7 separate regions of the Mus musculus genome follow, and all the other regions are linked to region 1. A link is a contact called in public HiCAR-type and promoter capture Hi-C data. All regions are on one chromosome and are shown on one strand. The core of a region is the stretch at or near the end of the contact, and the rest is flanking DNA. Distances in the headings are between cores, read along the strand shown.

Region 1 (2,862 bases), core at 193-2,692:
CTTCGTGGCTTATGGGATATGCTGTGAGCTAGTATTTCAGGCGATTTCCCTCTTTTAAAGTCTGCACTTGAGATCTTACATTCCTGATCCTCTTGGGATCACTGGCTGGTGTTACCATGTCCAAGTTCAAGTATGCACATTGTCTTAATGGATTTGTATTCTACAATAAACGAAGCTGATGCGATGGCTCATCTCTGTAATTCCAGCACTCAGGAGCTGTGACAGGAGTATTACCTCGAGTTTGGGACCACCCTAGGCCGATTGGGACAATGAACTTCTTGTTGGTAGAGGGTTGCTCTGTCCCAGGTTTAGAATCCTCCAGGCAGACCTAATAAATATTCAGCAGGCGCTCGGACAGCCCAGCCCCAAGTGCGCCCTTTGCATACATATCCATTCCAGCTACCCCTTCACAAGCAGTTTTACTTGGTAATTTACAAATGTTCTGGCTGAACTCTACACCTGCCAGTATTTCAGCAATTAGCTTAGGATGCAAAATGATTTCTAAGTTAAGGTTCTGGACATGTAAAATCAAGAGAGCCCGATCATCTTCGGGCACCACAGCTCTGATAGCCAACGAATAACATCACAAACCAGGGCAAGCCCTTTGGCATCTTACCGGGTTATTACGACTGTCATACAAATCTATATAATAAGCAGGTGAACTGCAGGTCAAAGATCGAAGGGATGTAAGAGAGCCGGCAATCAGTTATTCAAAACCGCTCCCTTTTACCGACTCGGAACTGAGCGAGGGTTAGGGTTTGGGCATTTTAGTGGCATAAACGACTAGAATGACATTTTGGTCAGGTGAAAGGTTAAACGGGAAAGAGGCTGATAAAAAGCCAGCAAACCCCCCACCCCCAAATGCCTGTGGGTCCAGGTAGCTAGACAAGGAGCTACCTCTGTACCTGCTAAGGTGGCATGGGGGTGGGGGTGGGGAGCGCTCCGTGCCGGGTTCCTTCGGGGCACAACTTCCATCCCAGAAAGAGGAAAGCATGAGCAGAGAAGCGTGAGTGGGTGGAGGAAGGTGGGGAGAGGAGGAGGCCCGGCACCACGAGCGGAAGGAGAGGAGGAGAAAAAAGAGGGAGGAGGAAGCAGAGGAAAAGGGAGGAAAAAGAAGCGGGCGGCGGAGGAGAAGGACCCGCCCCTCCCGGCTTCTTCCTGGGCTGGGCATCTCCAGGGCCTCTCCCCGACCGCCGCCCTCGGCAGTTGGCGGGGCTCACAGGGGCCCCCCAGTCTGCGTGTCCAGCTCTGTGCAGCGGAGCGCAGAGGCCCAAGGCTCGCCCGGCGCGCGTCCCCGTCCCGCGCGCTCCTACTCCAGGCCGCGCGCGCGCGTGCACACATACACACGCTAGCTCTCCGGGCATGCGCAGTGGGCGGCGCCGCTCCGGGCCGCCTCTTGCCGCCGCGAGTAGGAAGCGCGAGCGCCGGGCGCCGGGCTGTCAGTGAGCGTGGGGCCAGCCAGCGAGCCAGAGAGCCGGAGAGAGCCAGAGAGAGCGGCTCGGCTCCCAGCTCCGAGTAGCGCAGCGCCCGCCCGGCTCTCCCGGGCCACCGCCGCCACCACCGCACCTCATCAGCACCGCCACCTCGGCCGCCGCCCCCGCCCACCCCGGCCCTCCCCGGCTGCTGCTCCCCGGCGGAGGCAAGAGGTGGTTGGGGGGAACCATGGCTGACGTTTACCCGGCCAACGACTCCACGGCGTCTCAGGACGTGGCCAACCGCTTCGCCCGCAAAGGGGCGCTGAGGCAGAAGAACGTGCATGAGGTGAAAGACCACAAATTCATCGCCCGCTTCTTCAAGCAACCCACCTTCTGCAGCCACTGCACCGACTTCATCTGGTAGGTGCGCGCGGCAGCCCTGGGGACCCAAGAGCCACCTTTGCCCCGGGGCTCAGGTCTGCTTGTCCCCGGGACTTAAGCTCGGGGACGTCTCTGAGCCCCGGCGCGTCCTTACTCTCAGGGCCAGGACTCCTCCGAGAACTTAGAGTGCCTGGCCGGAGTCCGAACTCTCGCCAGGAGTGACAGGCGCGCACCCACGCGGGACACTCCCTGGAAAGTGGCCCGGCGCTGCCACGCATGCCCTGGTGCCCTGAAGGGACGCTTGGCTCTGCACGGGGTGACTCGGATGAGGGGGAAGGTCCCCTCGCCTCTCCTAGGGCGCACAGGTCTTCCCTGTCACCAAGCGGAGCGGTCAATGGGCCTGATGGGAGCGAAGGGACAGGAAAGAGAGATTGCTGGAGTCAAAGTGGCCCCAGGACGCGCAAGAAACACGCCCGGGAGTAGCGGGGAGCCGCGGCGCGCCGCTCCAAGTTGCTGGCGAGCCAGGCTGGGCGCGTTCCGGGGAGTGTTTGTGCCTCGCGTCGGGCTGGGACTCCGCTGGAACCTTGGGTCCCTGCCTACTGTAGGCTGTTTCTACTGGGCACGGAGACTTTGACTTTTCTGGCCGAGCCCAGAGTGGGGAGAGAGGGGAGGGAGAGAGATGGAAGGCAGCAAACTGTTGAAAGCTTGCCGTGGGGGAGGAGGGCTAACCCGGCAGGCAAATGGCAGAGGGCAGAGGGAGTCATTTAAAATAGACCCTGTCAACAGGAGATTAAACCTGTAACCCAGTTGATGAGGACAGAGGGCTTATTTAAGAAAAATACTGTAATGGCTAAAGGTGTCCGCGCTCAGGTGATTTCCACTGAACGCCAAGCGTTGGCAACTGAGGGGCTTGATAAAAAGAAGGGTTCAGGGATCTATCTCTCTGGAGCCTGTGAAATTAGGTAAAATTGGATTTATGCAGATTTATGTTTTTCTTTTTAAATTTTTTTTGTGAGAGAATTACAGCTTTCATCAGATTTACAAAATGTCAGTCCCCCCCACCCCC
Region 2 (2,862 bases), core at 195-2,694, 2.0 Mb before region 1:
GGCAGTAAAATATGTCACAACCTACACATTAATTTGTAGTAATTTTTTTATTTAAAATATTTTTCTCTGTGTTCTATGTTATTCTTACAAGCCTATAATCTTGTTGTCCATTTTATAAGTCGTATGTGTGTGTGTGTGTTGCTGGGGTTTAAAGCCAGGACCTTGTACAATCTAGGCAAGCAGACTATCACTGAACTACAAGTCCACTCCTATAATAGAATTTTAATATTTTCTGTTTCTATGGGTGCAATTTTGTTAAGTGAGTAGGTATTTTTTGTGAAGATAAAAATATTTACATACCTTTCTTGTAGGTGTTTTCTCTCATCAGTAGTATTATTAGCAGTATTTACCATAGTTTATGATTCGCAAGACCTGAAAATTTAAATTGGTATAAGAAAAAGTTCTTAACTTCAGGCTACATATGATGTAGCTGAAGAGATTAGCATGTAAGACAGTGAAAGGGATACTATGGTGCCAAGTGGGGTGTTTGAGAGGAAAGATATCATTGTGTCAGGCTCTATGATAGTGTACACACACATGCAGGCAAAACGTCCACATCTATAATAAAGCAGAACACATTCTATAGACTTAGTTTTCAATTTGAGAACTACACACACATACACAAAATATGTATGAATGTTCACATTCACAGAGCTGAAGATGTTTTCGAAAGTAACTGTAACACATAGCACTGGGGACTGCACACACCAGACACATTCAGTATCAAGCCAGCAAAAATTCCAGCATGAATAGTGTGTGTGTGTGTGTGTGTGTGTGTGTGTTATGAATTGGCAGTTTGTGGCTTCTGGATAAGAAAGGATCAGTCTTCCTCAGGGATGTGTAATTTTGGTATTGTGAACTTTACTTTGCAATACCTTTGGCCCTTGTTTCGATCACTTTGGGTAACGACATTCCAAACATCAGTTTGCATTTTAAGTAAAAATTAAGCGTGGTATATAGTCTTTGCCAGAAGTCAACACTTGCAGATTTTCGGAGGATGTTTGAAGGAACCGGTAGGATGTTCAAGGTGGTAGTCTGAGGTTGGAGAGGAGAAGGCAGTCTTTACAGAAACGAGGAGGGAGGACGCTGCAGCAAGAGGGAGGAGTGTCAGACTTTTATCAACTCTTTAAATACAAGGGAACAGAGGCAGATGGGAGGGTGGAGAACCAAGGCCGTCCTTCTTGAGGCGACAGAAGTCTCCTCAAACCCATCGAGCCTCGGTGGAGGGTGCGGCGAGCTCCCCAGGAGGTTCTGAGCACCTGAGCTAGAGTCGGCAGGTCCAACCAAGTACTCTGCGACTCGTTCGCCGCGCTCACCTCCGCCGGAGCCCCGCCCCCAGTAGCCCCGCCCCCAAGCGCGCTCCCGTCTCGAGCTCCAGGAGCACGCGCATTACGCACGCCCCGCCCTCAGGTGCATTCAGGGGCGGGCAGGGGGCGTGTCTCCGGCGGCGCGCGCGGCTCTCTCGGCGTAGCGGGGCGGCGGGCACGCGCGCGCTCGGCCTCGCGGACCGCGTCTCCGCGCAGAATTTCCGAGCTCCGTCACTTACCGCGGTCGCGGTCGCCGCAGGTAAGCTCGCGGCTTGGGCCTGACAGCGCTGCGGCTGCGACGCCGGGGTGAGGAGACGCCGAGGCCCGCGGCGCTCGAGGTCGCTCGCCATTCGTGTCTGCGGAGAGAGGTGACGCGGCGGCGGGGACGGGGCATGGACCGTGGAGATGGCCGAGCAGCTAGGGAATGAGGAGAGGGGAGGGTGTGGCGGGCCGCGGGGAGCCGGAGGATGCTGGCGGGTGGCGGGCGCTGACAGGGATCCCTGGGCTAGCGACATCCTCAGAACTTCTAGAGAGGCAGAAGGAAAAGAAAGGACAAACCGAAATTAAATAAAAGCCCAAACCAAACCGAAGTCAGTTTTCCCCCTGAGGGCTCAGGAGCATCGCCCTACTTGGGGCGCAGATCGGGTAGCGGATCATGTGTGACCAGAGGACTCGGGGTGAGAGGAAAAGCCGCAGAGCTCGTGACACGGTTTTGGGGTTGAAAATAATCTGAATTCCCCAAACATAGCTAACGAAGATTCCCAGGCGCGGAAAGGTTTCAGGGAGGAGGAGAAAGCGAGGTCCATGGGGGACAGCGGCCTCTGGGGCAGTCGGAGTTGAGGATTTTCGCCCCAGCTCTCTAAAAGCTTCGCTTTACGTTTTCAAAGAATCAAGTCTGAGGACAAAAATTAAGGACATTCTGGAGCCCCAGATGAGGTTAGATCCTGGCTCAGAGCCAGGGTCAGTATTACTTCATCTTGACAGCTGCTCTGAGGTTGGAGATGGTACTCTGTGTGGGAAATATGGGTCTTAAAGAGGTTAAATAACTTTATTAAGGTCCCAGCTGGGGAAAAAAATGAGGTACTGAGATTCTCCCTCTGAGATTCCAGACTCTCTAATCCTGGTGCTTTCCTCACTCTATTTTATGTTTGCCCAGAGAGCATTTTTATGTCTCGTCAGAGAAGACTCAATAGATAAGAACATTATGAGAACACTTTGTGTGTGTTTATCCTGAAAGCAGATTTAAGAGACAGTGATCTTTGAATGTGGGTCATTTAGGCAGATGTGTCCTTGATAATGCAAAACTTCAAATTCTATTAAACATAGGGAACTCTTAAATTTTGCATAAATTTATTAATATGTTCGTTACATGCCAGGTAATCATTTTGTTCCTAAAGTTCCTAGATGAATATAGTATGTAATGTCTGCCATTGAGTTTAATTGAAAGAGTAATTATATAAAAGCAACTCATACTAATATAAATTGTAGTCCTCATTAGTGTGTAGATTACACTGGAAATAGTTTTAAGTGCAAACTTAAAACTTTTATACAGTGC
Region 3 (2,862 bases), core at 168-2,667, 1.9 Mb before region 1:
CCCTTCTCCTCCTGTTGGCTCGACTCATCCAGCCTTGATATGAATGCATGCGCTGAGCCTATGAGTGCATGCGCCTAGACTTACTGAACTTTTATGGCCTATTTGATTGCTATCCCTGGGAGGCCTGCTCCTTTCTGAAGGGAAATGGAGGAGGACTAGAACTTGGGAAGAGGGGAGATGTGGGGGAGGGACTGGAAGGAGTGGAAGTAGAGGAAACTGGGGTTAGGATGTAATTTATGAGCGCAAAACAGACAAACAAGAAATTAAAAAAAAAACCCTAGCAATTAAATGCACAATATAAAACTTCTAAGAAAGAACTTTTCATTAAGCATTAGCTACCAAAAAATAGAATATAAAGAATCAAACAACTATGGCAATAAAATTAATAGAAATCTGAATTATATTCTAGGCTACTTCAAAAGATTCGTTCTACTATCGAAACAAATTTTTTAAGTGTTGTGACATTTTCCCCCTACAGTCCTGAGGCCTTTAGAATACCCTTGTTAACATGTTTGTTTTGACAGTTTTCAAGATAAAAGGCACGCTATTTCACTTGTGTCTACTTTTAAAAGTAGAATTAACTGCCAAGTATATTATCATGGCTGGAACTGTTACTGTCTTAAACTTGTCCCCTATACTCTGGAACATCTCTCTGATTTAGATTTAGTAACACATGTGGATAAAAGAGTCCTGACAAATATTTGAGATTTCTCAACTCCTGGACTTCGCTTTTTCTGTTTTGACATTTGCTGTGGCGGGTCAAAAGTTTTCAGTGCCTTTCAGATACACTGTGCAGCAAGGACAGAATGGAGTTCAGGTAGGCTAGTATTAGTGCATAAAAATTGGAAATCTTTTATGTATTTTAGTCACAAGATAAATCTATTTTATTAATGTACTTAACCCATAAAATCCCACACAGCTGTGACCAGAGTAGGAGAAACATGTTTTAAAATAGTATTTCATTTGTCTACCGTCAGACTATCTCCAAGGCAGAGATAGGGATTGCTTTACCTTTAAAGGAAAAAATAGAAAAGAAGAGAAACTCCCAGCTTCAGCAACTTTTCCCAGTTAGTGTGAGTTTGCCAAATTGAAAACTGACGTCTATGTTTAGCTATGCAGAGTGAGAAATCATGAAAACTTGTATTTCTCATACAAGTCCTTAGATAACATTTTTATTCTAGGGTTTTTGTTGTTGTTGTTGGGTTGGTTTTTTTTTTTTTTTGTTTTTGTTTTTGTTTTGTTTTATTTTGATTTTTTGTCTTCTTTCCAATCTTGATCTCATCATATCTGAAGGGCTTGAGCAAGTTTTCCTTATCTGCTTTATTTTTTCCGGAGTTGAAAGGGGGTGAATGAACAGACACAGGGTTTGTTTTATTCTCAACCAATCACAGAACAGGGTTTTCCCAGGAGAGAGAGAGAGAGAGAGAGGACACAGAAAACAAAACAGATTCATCATGTGCAGCCTGGAGTGACCACATCCCCTTTCGGAAAGCAGTGTGCAAAGGAACCGCGGAGAGCAGCCACCTACTTAAGAAATGTTTACGGAAGGAGAGAAAGTGCTCAAAGGGATGCACTAGGAAAAGAAGCCTGCCTGTTCCGGGAGTGCGAATATTCCTCAGTAGTGAGTGAAGCTTACTGCTGTTTTTGTGCTCTGCCGAATAAATGGGTGGATATTGCCAAGTTCAATCTGTTATTCAGATGGTTTGTAGACACTTAAGTATCTTAAAGTGATTTAAGAGCTAATTTTTATTTCCCCCGCCCCAACCGAATTTTATTTCGAAAATACAGCTGTAGATTCTAGCTTGCTTCCATTGTAGCCAAGGAAAGAACTGTATTGCATTTTGTCATGTAAATTTAGGAAAGATTAAATTGAAAGATCATGAAAACTAAAATGGGTTTTAAAATTTGTTTATTTGAAAAATTGCTGGGTAAAACTATGTTCTCTCTCTTCTTTTTCTTTCTTTCTTTTTTCCTTCCTTCCTTCCTTCCTTCCTTCCTTCCTTCCTTCCTTCCTTCCTTCCTTCCTAACTTATTTTGAACTTTGCTTTCTGCATTTTGAGTGTCATTTCTATTTACAAAGTTGAGAGAAGCCTTATTCTTCTGGTGAGTCAGAATCAAGTAATTTCGAGTATTGATTATTATTTTAAAGCTCAGTTCTTCTGGTAAGAGTTATTCAGTTAAATTTTTATTATATTTAAATCTGAAGATAAGTATTATGAACATATTTCACTGGGATTGTATCCGATGAATTTATCATTCAGGCGAGTTTAAGCAATCAAAATTTTGTTGTTGATTTGTTTAGTTTTTTTTTTTTCCTAAAATGCAAGGAACAAAAATGAGTGTTGATGGGGTGAAACCAAGAGATTACTTTATTCACATCATTGAATTCTGATCTAAAATATTATTATATGTGTTCTGCACCCTAATGGCGTCCCCCCCCCCCATTGGAATGTTCTGTTTTATTGTAGAAGTGTGATGATAACCACGCCCTATCATCACCGTCACCCGTCCCTCCACATAGCTTAAAGAGAATGCATTTGAGGTAAATTTAGTCTTAAATCGTTGCATTAATATTTTACATTGCATTATAGTTCTTAAGTGTGGTAAATATTTGAGTCAGAAATAGAGTCAAGGTTTTTCCAACTCCGCTTCTGGTTTTGGTTTATTGTTTGTTTGCTTAATGAGCAGGTGAGGCAAGTATGAAGGAGCTAAGTGTGCACGTGCGCCAGCAGACCCGCGCCCTTCTGCACAAGATTCTGCTCAAGAAATGGCGGAGGAAGAGAGAGAGCTTATTGGTAGGTGCAGACATTCCACCCTCTCCTCAGCCTCCTTTCCCCACCTGAGTTTCAAATAATATTTCAA
Region 4 (2,862 bases), core at 112-2,611, 1.8 Mb before region 1:
GGTTGTATAATCTTGGAGACTACAGAGAATGTTATCTGAAGTCATAAGTAGTTTTTGAAGACTCGTATTTTCAAAGTTCACTGACACACAGAAACTAATTTTTGGTTTTTTTTTTCTTTCTTTCTAGCTATGAAAACGAAAAAGAATTTTCTAAATATTAGCTGGGCAGTGGCTCACGCTTCCCTTCTTACTAAAATCTCTCTATTAAGCTGTGACTTGTCTAACTCGGGTCCTTTTAGGCTGCCTTACTTTTGGTTTTCAATCTCCTATACGTAGCTGAATGTTGTTCTGAGTGAATGTTGTTCTGAGCCATACTTCCCAAGACCCATAACGTTAGCATTTCTTCTAGGCTACAGTTACCAGGTGTGCCTGACTCACTGTAAAAGGGGCTGCTCAACCCCTCCTCACTCACTTCTCTTGCTCTCTTGCTCTCTTATCCTCTTTCCCCTTTGACCCTTCTCTCGCCATTCCCTGTGCTCATGGCCTCTACTCCTCTCTCTCTCTCTCTCTCTCTCTCTCTCTCTCTCTCTCTCTCTCTCTCTCTCTCTCTCTGTCTTTCTCTATCTCTACTCCCTCAACTCCCCCTCCCCATGCCATGAATAAACTCTATTCTATACTATACTATAACTGGTACCTCAGGGGGAAGGGATGCCTCAGCATGGGCCCCCAGAGGCATCCCCTTCCCCGACACCATATCGCACCTCTACCAAACATACCCTTCGCTGCTGCTTCTTCTTCTTCTTCTTCTTCTTCTTCTTCTTCTTCTTCTTCTTCTTCTTCTTCTTCTTCTTCTTCTTCTTTTTTATAAAACACAACACATAATGTTGAGCACATTTTAAAGATGGAGTCTATTGACTGATTCTGGCCAGAGCAGGAACTGAGGAAATGGACAGGATGGAAGATATGATATAGGAAAAAAATCAAGATATTGCTTTCTAGGCTGTTTGAAACATAATTAGAATATCTGCCTCAACATGGCAGAATAAGTCCAGAGCTCAGAGCCTTTTAAGGGACAATATTTTATTTTATTTTATTTTATTTTATTTTATTTTTTGAAATCTGTCAATTTCTTTTGGGGGAGGGCCCAGAAAAGTTACAAATTTGGACTCCCTCGGCAACACAGATTTTTCTGACACTATAATTAGTCAAATGAGTAGGGTTGGCAATTCTCTGCTGTGGGAACTGGCTGGAAGTCAATAAAAAAGAGATTTGTTCGAGAATGGTCACGTGAATACAGTGCTCAGCAGGCCAAGAAAATTACAACCACAATCTTCCTCCAAAAGCAGTCAGGCTGACTGGGAATGCTCAAAACAGGCAAACAGAATGAAAGCAATACAGATGTGATAGAGACCGGGGAGAAGTAGAACCCATTCTCTTGGAGTGGGGAAACAGAGGTAAGCCAAGACTCAGGATACTTTCTTCGGACATTCCAAATGTAAGTTCCTTTTTGCTTCTGTTTGGTTTGTATTACGTAACTATAAGTGAGATTTCATTTACTCAATGAGAACTTTTTAGGGAGAAGTTATTATTTATTTTTCTGCACAGAGTTTTAGTGTTTCTGGGTTTATTTTCCTGTGGTCTGCAAGGGGAAGTTGTGGGTAGTTTTAAAGACATTGTCATATTTTCTAGTTTTAAGTAAAGATGTGGGAATGTGCCTGTAATGTGTTAGTAATGGTGAGAAATGTAAGCAGGTCTTCTGGAAGCATTTTCTGTGTGAATATGAATGTGAATCTGCTGCCCAGCTGCAGTTAGACACACACATGTGCATGAACTGTACAGTAACTGGCAGGCATTTCCAATACACTTTCTCTCTAATCCTGAGAAGTCTTTAGTATGGCATTTAGAGAAATGCTTTTATGTCTCAGCCTGTTATTCTCAGACTTACAGGTTGTTTGTCTATTTGTTGGTTTTGTTTTGTTTTGTTTTGTTTTGTTTTTAACATAAGATTCTTTCCTGCACGTTTTTATTTGTTGGGTATGATGTATTGAATCATACTGAGGCATGTGCCACTTCACTACAATGGCATTACTTCAAATGTCATACCCTTTGCTGTCGGCAGGAGTTTGCAGTAAACAGGGTTTTGTTGATTGGCACAGAGTCAATAACATTCACTCACGCTGAAGCAAAGCCTTCAGTTTTACTTGTACATGAGCTAGCATGGATCTAGGAACCAGAGAAGGAAGGAAAAGCAAACAAGAGGGACGTTTTACCGAGCTTATTTATGCTGCATGGCTGATTTGCAGTGGAACTCTGAGATAGAGAGTTAGTCTTAGTTCTGGCTACAAAGGGCTGTGGCTGCTCCCTTGACTGGTTCAAGTTATCCCATCTCTCTAAGAATGTTCCCGTTGCCCGGAGCAATTCTTGGGGCTTCTGGACACCCTGACTTAAAACATTTATTTATTTATTTATTTATTTATTTATTTATTTATTTATTTATTTGTTTTTGCTAATACTACATTCTTCTCCATTTGTCAGCCCAAAAGGCTTTCTGATATCTTTTCTCCACCCTTTTGTACGAAGACTTGCCTCTGAGCCTTATTATATAACCATGTGTTGTTTTCTTCTCTGGAAATAAGCTGTGAGTGGCTACTGTGCAACTACTGCCCAATGGGACTGTCCCATCAACTCTACACCTGAATTTTTATCCTGGGAAATAGGCATTTCTCTGTTTGAACTTGTCTCATGACTGGGATGATAGCATCATGCAGGGAAACTTCTATTCTCTATCTGTATGGCAATATCCCAATATCCCATCACAACATGGTCGACCAGTTTTAGGCAACATGTTGGTAAAAAGGTTATTTCTACCAATTATTAAGACATAAGAGCCAGTTGGCACAGACCATCATAGGACACCACAGT
Region 5 (2,862 bases), core at 226-2,725, 1.4 Mb before region 1:
TAACTCAATTAGTAATCTTCTTGCTGTGCAAACACAAGACTACTCTCCAAGACCCACATGAAAATCAAGCTAGTGTGCTGGCAGACGATTGTAATCCCAGCAATAGGGAGGCAGAGACTGGACGGTCTCTAGGGTTCACTGGCCGGTCAATCTGGTCCCAGAGAAAAAACCTGCCTTAAAAGCATCAGTGTGGATCAGTGGCTCCTGAAGACTAACACTCAAGGTTGACATCTGATCTCCCCAAGCACACACACACACACACACACACGGGCACACACACGGGCACACACACGGGCACACACACGGGCACACACGGGCACACACACGGGCACACACACACACGGGCACACACACACACACACACACACACACACACACACGGTCACACACACGCACTTCTATCTAAAGATGAGAGGACAGCAGCTGCCACAAGAAATAGTTGACCAACTGCCGGGAAAACTCCAGTGTTAACCCACAAGCTACAGTGTCTCAGAATGGAGACTCCAGCAAGAACCTGGAGATCCTTAACCAATGAAATTAGCATACATAGGCGCTTTGTTGCCCAGGCAGGCAACAGCTGGGGGGAAACAGTCTTTTCCTGAACATTCTCCAGGGTGGGGCCACCTCTCCAGGCAGACTCGCATTTACTATGCTCCCAAATTATAAAACAGAGAAAGCCAAGGTTTCAGGGCTGCCCTCCCCTGATCCTCAGAAGGAAGGAACACGGGGTGGAGAAGTGTAAATGACCTCACAGGATATCAGGAGAAAGCCTAAGTAAGCGGGTCCTCCAGTGATTCATTTGGGTGGACTACTTTCACACCAAGCTACATTCAAGAGTTCGGAGTGGGGTCATTTGGGGCCCCTCCCTCCCTGCCATTTCCTCTTTTCAAAGTACTGGAAGATTTGGAGTCAAACTCCATCCAAACAGGAAATCACCCAGGTTCTAGGTTAAGGGGAGTGGGAGGGGCTCTTATTTTTTAAAGGGCAAGCTATTTTTGTGCACCACGTGAGTATCTTCAGAGCAAGTGCCTACTATGTGCTGGTTGCTATGAATCCAGTTTATGCCCTGCAGCGAGTATGCTGAGAAATGAAATCCAAACCCCCAGACACACATCTGGCAAAGCTTACAGAAGAAAGGCTTTTAAGGGTTTGCATTGTCCCCCCCCAAAAAAAAAAACCCTAAAAATGGAAATGAAAGGCTCAAGTCCACCTCTCTTGGGCTCACCAGGATGTGTATGAAGAGCCCTGAGCAAGGAAAGTGGGGACAAAGAGGAGGAGCCGGAGGAGAGGATTGATGACAAGGTGGAAGGGCAGAGCCGGCAGCAAAGGGATTGGGAGTTTGGCTGGCAAGCTATGCCAGAGGCAGGTGCCAGCTAAGAGTGGGCGGAGGTGCGGGCGCCAGGCCAATCCAGGCAGCGGGGAGGCTCCGCGTTACCTCTGCCTCTAGGAGTCTAGGCGCAAAGACAAGCTCGCCCTGAGTCGCCCCTGCTTTGTCAACTCTGCGTTCCCTCCGCTCCTGCCAGCCCGGGGCACAGGAGTCCCTGCCGCCTGCAGGAGGAGCCGCTGGATCTGTCTCAGCAGCTGCGGAGAGACAGCATCCTTGGAAGAGACGCCCCGGGCTACGCAGTCTCTCCAGCCTCCTCCTAGGGGGCGAGAGCTCCTTTGCGCTCCCTCCAGTGATCGCCCTCTACACGGCCACCAGAGCCAGCACTCCTCCACGGGACCTCCCCACCTGAGCGGTCCCTGGCAGAGGGGGTCACAGGGCAAAGAGACTCAAATAACAACCGGGTAGCCAGGGAACCCCAACCCTGCCTCTCTACTGGGCAAGAAAAGACGACGCTGTCAACACTGTGAGCTTCCTGCACGCGGTCCCCAAGTTCAGGGAAGACACCCTTCCAGGAAGAGCTAATCCCCTGTGTGAGCATTCCAGCCTCCTCCGGACTCCAGGAGCTTCTTCCGTCTGCACCCCAAGTGTTTCCCGGGTGTCCGCTTGGGCCATGCCCGGGCTGCGCAGGGACCGCCTGCTGGCCCTGCTGCTCCTGGGCGCGCTCTTCTCCGCCGACCTCTACTTCCACCTCTGGCCGCAAGTGCAGCGCCAGCTCCGGCCGGGCGAGCGCCCCGCCGCCTGCCCGTGCTCTGGCCGCGCCCCCTCCGCGTCTCTACACTCAGCCGCAGCCTCCCGAGACCTTGGCACAGCCTCGCACAACTTTTCAGGAGCTTTGCCCCGGGTTGAGCATCCCAGCCGCGGCCACCCTGCCCCGCGCTCTAAGCTGCAGGCCCTCTTCGCCCACTCGCTCTACCAAGTCCTGGAGGATCCGCCTCTCCTGGGACCCGAAGACTGGCTCCTGGCCAGCCAGGAGGCGCTGCGGTATTACCGGAGGAAGGTGGCCCGCTGGAACAGGTGAGAACCCTTCCGAGGAACCCCAGCACCGGACTCCCTAGCATGACCCTCCAGGTCCTGGCTACCCATGTCCACTCCCACCCTGGGCTGTGGGAACTTCACTCTGCCGTCACAGCCTGGCACTAGGCTTCGATCCCCATCTGGACGCCCACCAGCTGTAGCAGGCCTTAGATTTCTGAGCAACAGCAAAGAAATGCTCCCAGCCACTCCCCTCGAGTTCCTGGGTTCTCTAGCCAGTCAGTTTCCTGGTCCCAATGCTTTCTCGGGCCTCTTTCGCGCTGTCCTGCTGTGGACAGCTGCTCTGGGCCTGCTGTTTTCCAGAATGAACTTTGCAAACAGAGAGCAGGGCTGGCGACACTCAGCTCTGCTCTTTGGTCAGATCTGACTGTCATATCCCAAAGACCCAGTTTCCCCCCCCCCCCCCCCCCCCGTCCCTGTCCCTCTGCTCAGGGTTGGAGACC
Region 6 (2,862 bases), core at 207-2,706, 1.3 Mb before region 1:
ATCCTATGACCTGGGAAGCCAAGGAAGGAGGATCAGTTACCAAGTGCTTGAGGATCGGTGGACTATAGCTTGAGACAATGTATCCAAAATAAATAAATAATAAACAAGGTGGCTGGATATGAACCGAATTGCCACAATCTACAGAACTGTGACACCATTATCATCATAGTAATAATAATGGCGATGATGAAGATTTCAGAGGCTGTAGAGATGGCTCAGCAGTGTTTTTACTGATGAGCGGAATTCTGTTCCCCAGAACCCACACCAGGCACCTCACAACCAATTGTATACAAGCTTGGGAAGCAAATCTCCAGTTTGCTTCAGAATGCATCTCAAACGACATGAGCTTCAAGCTGTACTGTCTTGTACAGTATTCTAGTTTCTCTCCTTTCTATACAAATCGAATGTCTGGTCAAATACTGCTGAGCAAAGTTGTATGATAACAAGTCCTGAAAGAAGACCCTTTCACATGCCGCTGTGTATTGTTGGTTTTAGATAATATAGTCTAGCCAGTGCTTTAACCGGGTTTTCAGTAAATCGGGTAGGAACATACCAAGGTAATATTGTTAATGTAAGGGTCGGGGTTAGCAAGAGCTCTTTCTCAACTGTGGGGCTGTATGTGGCTTCTTAATCGGCTGGGGATCTTTTTCCGAGAAGCTTAAGGGCTCTCCAAAACGGCTGGACTTTGATGTCTACTGATTTCAACTACAACTGCTGTAAGCTTAGCGGGCGGGCAAGGAAGCAGGCGTCCGCCCGCCTCCTTGGCGTTGTCTCCGACGCTAAGGCAGGCTTGAAGCCTGAAGCTCCACTCCTCCTCCTCACCCTCTGGACGCTCTGGCAATGAAAACACCACCACGTGGCCTGCTGCCTTTGCCTCGCGCACCTTCGGCCAATGGCAAACGGTTTCTCCGACTAGGGGGCGGGTCGTCAACAGCTGTCCCGCCCACTAGCCCTATTGATTGACTAAAAGAGTTGGTGGCCAATCCTGGCTGTCTGCGGAAGGCTCTGTTCGGTCAGCAGTTCTGTTCCCAGTGATAAAGAGGCGGGGTGGGGACAGAGACGGCCTGGAGAGGGGGCGGGGCTACCAAGCTAGGTAGAAGGAGGCTCGGGGCGGGGCCTGGTTGGCTCAGGGCGGAGCTAGGGCTGTGAGGGGGTGGGGCTAGGTGCCCGAAGTGGAGAGGGCGAGGCTAAGTGGGAAATGTGTAGGGCGGGTCCTGAAGGTCCCAGGCAGGGCTAGAGCCGAGAGGGGCGGTACTTGAGGCAGGGGCGTGGCCTGGCTGTTTTAGGACCCAGCCGATTCTCTGAAGGAGGGGCGGGGGTTTGGAGTGGGGCGGAGCTAAATGGGAATCGTGTAAGGGCGGGGTCTTACGATGGAGGGGCGGAGCTAAGTGGTATCTGAGTGGGCGGGGTCTGTCTGGAGGCGAGCCCGGGGCGGGACCGACGCGGCAAGCCGGCCCACGGAGCCGGCGCGGGCGGGCTGCTGAGGTGGCTGTCCCCCGCTCAGAGCTGCGGCTTCTCGGGTCGAGCCCCCGATGGAGGCCGAAGCCGCAGATGCCCCTCCGGGCCGAGTGGAGGCGGCGCTCAGCTGCTTCTCTTTCAACCAAGACTGCACGTAAGCCACGGCGCCAGCCCCCTGGCCAGGGAAGTGGGGGACAGAATGTCGCCACCAAAGGGTGTTGTCCTGTAACGCAACTGGTGGCTAGCCGGGGCCTGCGCGCCGATGGTACCTCGGCAGGGCAGCCTGTGTCGCGGCGTTGCTCGGCTGTAGGGGTTTGAGCCCACCCAGACGACTGCCAGCCAGCGCCTGCCAGAAAGAGCCGGCTAGGGTGACCCAAACAAGTCAGCAAGGAGGGCGGAGGGGGGACCTTGAATGTGGGGGAGGGACTTGGTGTGGGCCACCTAGTGACCGAAAGGGAGATCAGGGACCAAAACAAAGGTGAGGGAAGGGAGGAATGTGCAACTTGACTCAAGAGGGAGGATGCAGAGAGTCGGAAAGATGAAGAAAAACTTTACCATTTGTCCTTGAGTATCTCAACGTGGCATTTGGGCAGGGCCTCGGACAAACAGTCAGTCTATCCCTGTGGCCCGACCAGCCCCAGCACTGGGCATCTTGGCTGGTCTCTTTGGCCGTAGGAAGCTTTTCTTTATTTGCCTTTCTGTGTTTACTCGCTGTCCACCCAGTCCCAGGAATCTCCTGGAAGCTCAGGAGCCCTTTCTCTGCCCCAGACAGCTTCCCATCCCTGAAGCAGGCGCTCCACCCTGTTGCTTTTAAGTGGCTTTTTAATGTTTCACTATGATGGTCAACGTTTAGACTTTGGTCCATAAACAAGGGATTGCTTGCCTGAGTTCTAGGCATCTGCAGGATTGAATCTTAAGACACAAGCTACTGTTTTCTTCCCTGTTTTTGTGCAAGCCAGCCTGGGGACCATATGGATTAATCTCTTTGGAATGTGGAGCCCTGAAGCATCAGGGCAGGGATGACCACTTCCCAGTGTCCCACTTCCGGCTGTACCAGTTTCTGCTCTGTTCCTGGTTTGGGCTCAGCTTCAGGCTTGTGCCTTGGCTGCTGCTAGCTGAACTGTGCTAATATTGAACATTCATTCGTTGGTGTAATTAAGGCCATAAGCAGCCCTGGTTTTCATTCCCTTTGTGTTTCTGTTTGAAAAACCCCTGCTCTGAACAATATGTCTTTGTTTGAAAAATCTGTGTGTGTAATCATATAATCCAGTAATTCGACAGCTTGGCTACATGAGTGACTCTCAGGCTGCCTCTGACCACAACCCACAATAAAAAAGTACATCTTACAACATCTCCCCATAGCCATAGATATGTAATATGCACAAACTATTAAGTGGGGTACCT
Region 7 (2,862 bases), core at 212-2,711, 1.2 Mb after region 1:
AGGAGACTCAGGAAGTAAACAAAATTTTCAAGTCTAAGTAAGCTGCAACCTGTAAAATTCACAAGCCCCACCTCCAAATTATACAAGCAGTAAACTGTCCTGGCCTTAGCTGTCTGTCAGAGAGTGGGGGAATCTTCAGAAATGAAACTTGTGTGATTCTTCACCCATACTGAGGTTAATGGAAGCATGGCTAACGTGAGCACAGAGCACTGTTGATTTCATTCTGTGAATGCATCTCCCAGGAGCCAAGGCTGGCTGCCAACCTGTCGATCAGTCTGCCTCAGCCTGCCAAGGGCTGGGCAAGTCCTGCTAAGTTTCTTTTTTTGTTTGTTCTTAAAGACAGTCTTAGGGCTGGAGAGATGGCTCAGAGGTTAAGAGCACTGGCTGCTGTTCCAGAGGTCCTGAGTTCAATTCCCAGCATCCACATGGTGGCTCACAACCATCTGTAATGGGATTTGATTCACTCTCTTCTAGTGTGTCTCTGAAGACAGCTGTAGTGGACTCATATAAATAAAACAAGCCTGGCATGGTGGTGCACTTGAGAGGCAGAGGCAGGCAGATTTCTGATTTCAAGGCCAGCCTTGTCTACAGAGTGAGTTCCAGGACAGCCAGGGCTATACAGAGAAACCCTGTTTCATAAAACCAAAAAAAAAAAAAAAAAAGATAAAACAAAAAACCTTTAAAGACAGTCAGTCTTGGGGCTGGCGAGATGACTCAGTGCTAAGAGCACTGACTGCTCTATCAAAGGTCCTGCGTTCGAATCCCAGCAACCACATGGTGGTTCACAACCATCGTAATGAGACCTGACACCTTCTTCAGGCACATCTGAAGACAATTACAGTGTACTTATGTATAATAATAAATAAAAACTTAAAAAAAAAAAGATAGTCAGTCTTTCTGTGTAGCTAAGGCTGGCCTAGAATTCTATGTAGACCAAATTGATCTCGAATTTACTGAGATCCCCCTGCCTCAGTCTCCAGAGTGCTGGGATCAAAGGCATGTGCCGCCACGCCCAGCTAGATTTCGGGTTTTTGTTTTGTTTTGTTGTTTTTTTAATCAAAAGAGTTGTACATTCTGATAATCTGGAAAAGATTTCTCTACCAGCACCAAAAACGATAGTTAAAATAAATGCCCACGAACTAGCCGTCTCTGGAGGGTTAGGGTAAGCGAGATTAGGCATTTTGAAACAGAACCTTAACTGCCATCTGCAGGTTAATATTTTTCCCTTCTGGCATATTGTGGTAGGACTTTTTAGAGTTCACTAGCATATTTTTAAAATATGTTTTTTTTTATATCAGGCCGTTTTTAAACTTATCTCTCACCTTCCAAGAGGTGAAACAAGAGGGCAAGGGAGCCGACTCAGCGATTTCTGTCTCTACTAGCCGGGAGGCGTGGCCTCGAGGGTCTTGAGCGTTCGCACGTGGTCTAGACTCCACCCACTGGGCGGTGTTCGCCTCCTCCTCTTCCGCCCGCCAGGGGTCGCAGTTCTGCTCGAGCTGATTTTCCTCCTTGGTGTCGGTCGCTCTCGCGAGAGGAAGCACAAAGGCTGCCGGGAAGCATGCCCGGGCTGTAGGCCAACCCAAAATGGCAACCCTGGAAGAAGAATTCACGTTGTCTACTGGAGTCTTAGGCGCCGGGCCTGAGGGATTCCTAGGTGTAGAGCAGACTGACAAAGCCGACCAGTTCCTAGTGACGGACAGCGGCAGGACCGTCGTCCTTTACAAGGTGAGGACGGTGGGGCTGGCCGGCAGGTGTCTCGCCTCTGTCCGAAGCCGGGGGCGGGAGGCTTGAGTTTCTCACACTTGGGAAGGAAAGCCGGGAGCGGGCGTGACAGAGACCCGGGGTGCGACAGAGTCGGCGGGACGCCGCATGAGGTTCAGAAGTTGTTTGTCAGTAGTGAGGACCGGCGTATTTCCGAGTGACGTGCGGCGGTGTCTGGGTGCACATGGGATGAGCTGGGGACCTGTGCCTCCCCTTTCCCCGGGGACAGAGCCTGGCCGAGGGGACCACGTCTGTCACCCAGCAGCTTGCATGACACTGACAGGTTGAAAATGTGTGTTCTCCAGGACATCCTCCGCTCCTTGGGGTCCCGGGGGCGGGGTGAGTCGGATGGTGGGAAGAGGCAGGGATTTCTTGGTGTCCTAGAAAGATTGGACAGTTCTGCATCACACTGTGAAAGTCGCAGTCTCACCCGCTTTGCAGCCTGATTCCCGGCTCAACAAGCATACGTAGAGCCTTGTTATAGCAATCATCTACAAAGCACGTTTTTTAAGCTGGAGTTTTGAAGTTTGTTGTTGTTGTCGTCATTTTGGTTAGTATTTTGGGTTTTCGAAACAGGGTTTCTCTGTGTAGCCCTGGCTGTCCTGACTCTGTAAACCGAACTCATAGAGATGCATTGGAATTAAAGGCGTGTGCCACCACCACCAATGCCCCTGAACAGTTTCTTGTGTCATTAAAAAAGTTATCCATCTGCAAGGGCTGGAGAGAGTATTGGCTGCTCTTCCGGAGGACTGGGGTTCAATTCCCAGCACCCACATTGCAGCTCACAACTGTAACAACGGGATCTAACACCCTCACACAGACATACAAGCAAACAAAACACCAGTGTACGTAAAAACAACAGGAACAACCGAAAAACTAAGTTATTCAGGAAAAAAAAAGTTACCCAAGTGTTTTATTGTTTTGGGGACAGGTTGCCAACAATCCCCTATACTGTTGGTTTAAACTTCCCTTCAAACTTGGGGCTGTCTACTAATTTGGCAGTTTCTGCATAGGAATACAATAGTTGATGACAGTTAGGTGGACTTGCACCAACCTGATTTTCTCTACCTCTGTTCCACAAGTAATCAATTCTTTTTTTTT

Evidence for each region. Promoter capture Hi-C pulls out the DNA fragments that hold promoters and counts their contacts. HiCAR-type assays count read pairs that join an accessible place to other places.
Region 2: a contact with region 1 is called in a promoter capture Hi-C map of liver, with 9 times the contacts expected there. The contact joins the promoter of Abca5 here to the promoter of Prkca in region 1. A contact is called at or near these places in 3 of 39 promoter capture datasets (embryonic stem cells, liver and pre-B cells), 2 of 484 Hi-C or Micro-C datasets (both in embryonic stem cells), 1 of 115 datasets of contacts at active chromatin or transcription factors (embryonic stem cells) and 1 of 9 other capture datasets (liver).
Region 3: a promoter capture Hi-C map of liver shows a contact between it and region 1, with 4 times the contacts expected there. The contact joins the promoter of Abca6 here to the promoter of Prkca in region 1.
Region 4: a promoter capture Hi-C map of 3T3-L1-derived adipocytes shows a contact between it and region 1, with 6 times the contacts expected there. The contact joins the promoter of Abca8a here to the promoter of Prkca in region 1. A contact is called at or near these places in 4 of 39 promoter capture datasets (the 3T3-L1 cell line, 3T3-L1-derived adipocytes, embryonic stem cells and 1 more).
Region 5: a promoter capture Hi-C map of stem cell-derived epiblast-like cells shows a contact between it and region 1, with 5 times the contacts expected there. The contact joins the promoter of Fam20a here to the promoter of Prkca in region 1. A contact is called at or near these places in 2 of 39 promoter capture datasets (the 3T3-L1 cell line and stem cell-derived epiblast-like cells).
Region 6: a contact with region 1 is called in a promoter capture Hi-C map of pre-B cells, with 6 times the contacts expected there. The contact joins the promoter of Wipi1 here to the promoter of Prkca in region 1. A contact is called at or near these places in 7 of 39 promoter capture datasets (3T3-L1-derived adipocytes, the C10 cell line, frontonasal cranial neural crest and 3 more), 1 of 484 Hi-C or Micro-C datasets (embryonic stem cells) and 1 of 115 datasets of contacts at active chromatin or transcription factors (astrocytes).
Region 7: a contact with region 1 is called in a HiCAR-type map of astrocytes, with 3 times the contacts expected there. The contact joins the promoter of Nol11 here to the promoter of Prkca in region 1. A contact is called at or near these places in 2 of 39 promoter capture datasets (hippocampal neurons and liver) and 1 of 115 datasets of contacts at active chromatin or transcription factors (astrocytes).

Annotation. Positions count from the first base shown.
Region 1 is chr11:108,342,468-108,345,329 of GRCm38.p6, reverse strand. It overlaps Prkca (protein kinase C, alpha), which reads left to right and starts at 1,442. Exons shown (of 17, transcript NM_011101.3): 1 at 1,442-1,835. The coding sequence starts at 1,663.
Region 2 is chr11:110,336,298-110,339,159 of GRCm38.p6, reverse strand. It overlaps Abca5 (ATP-binding cassette, sub-family A (ABC1), member 5), which reads left to right and starts at 1,444. Exons shown (of 39, transcript NM_147219.2): 1 at 1,444-1,675. It overlaps Gm39445 (a long non-coding RNA gene), which reads right to left and starts at 1,322. Exons shown (of 3, transcript XR_880289.1): 1 at 876-1,322; 2 at 301-372.
Region 3 is chr11:110,250,331-110,253,192 of GRCm38.p6, reverse strand. It overlaps Abca6 (ATP-binding cassette, sub-family A (ABC1), member 6), which reads left to right and starts at 1,417. Exons shown (of 39, transcript NM_147218.2): 1 at 1,417-1,621; 2 at 2,689-2,795. The coding sequence starts at 2,700.
Region 4 is chr11:110,094,436-110,097,297 of GRCm38.p6, reverse strand. It overlaps Abca8a (ATP-binding cassette, sub-family A (ABC1), member 8a), which reads left to right and starts at 1,361. Exons shown (of 39, transcript NM_153145.4): 1 at 1,361-1,435.
Region 5 is chr11:109,720,851-109,723,712 of GRCm38.p6, reverse strand. It overlaps Fam20a (family with sequence similarity 20, member A), which reads left to right and starts at 1,475. Exons shown (of 11, transcript NM_153782.2): 1 at 1,475-2,401. The coding sequence starts at 1,998.
Region 6 is chr11:109,609,983-109,612,844 of GRCm38.p6, reverse strand. It overlaps Wipi1 (WD repeat domain, phosphoinositide interacting 1), which reads left to right and starts at 1,456. Exons shown (of 13, transcript NM_145940.2): 1 at 1,456-1,612. The coding sequence starts at 1,533.
Region 7 is chr11:107,187,980-107,190,841 of GRCm38.p6, reverse strand. Nol11 (nucleolar protein 11) reads left to right here and starts at 1,461. Exons shown (of 18, transcript NM_133702.3): 1 at 1,461-1,725. The coding sequence starts at 1,585. Gm39425 (a long non-coding RNA gene) reads right to left here and starts at 1,515. Exons shown (of 3, transcript XR_880257.3): 1 at 1,323-1,515.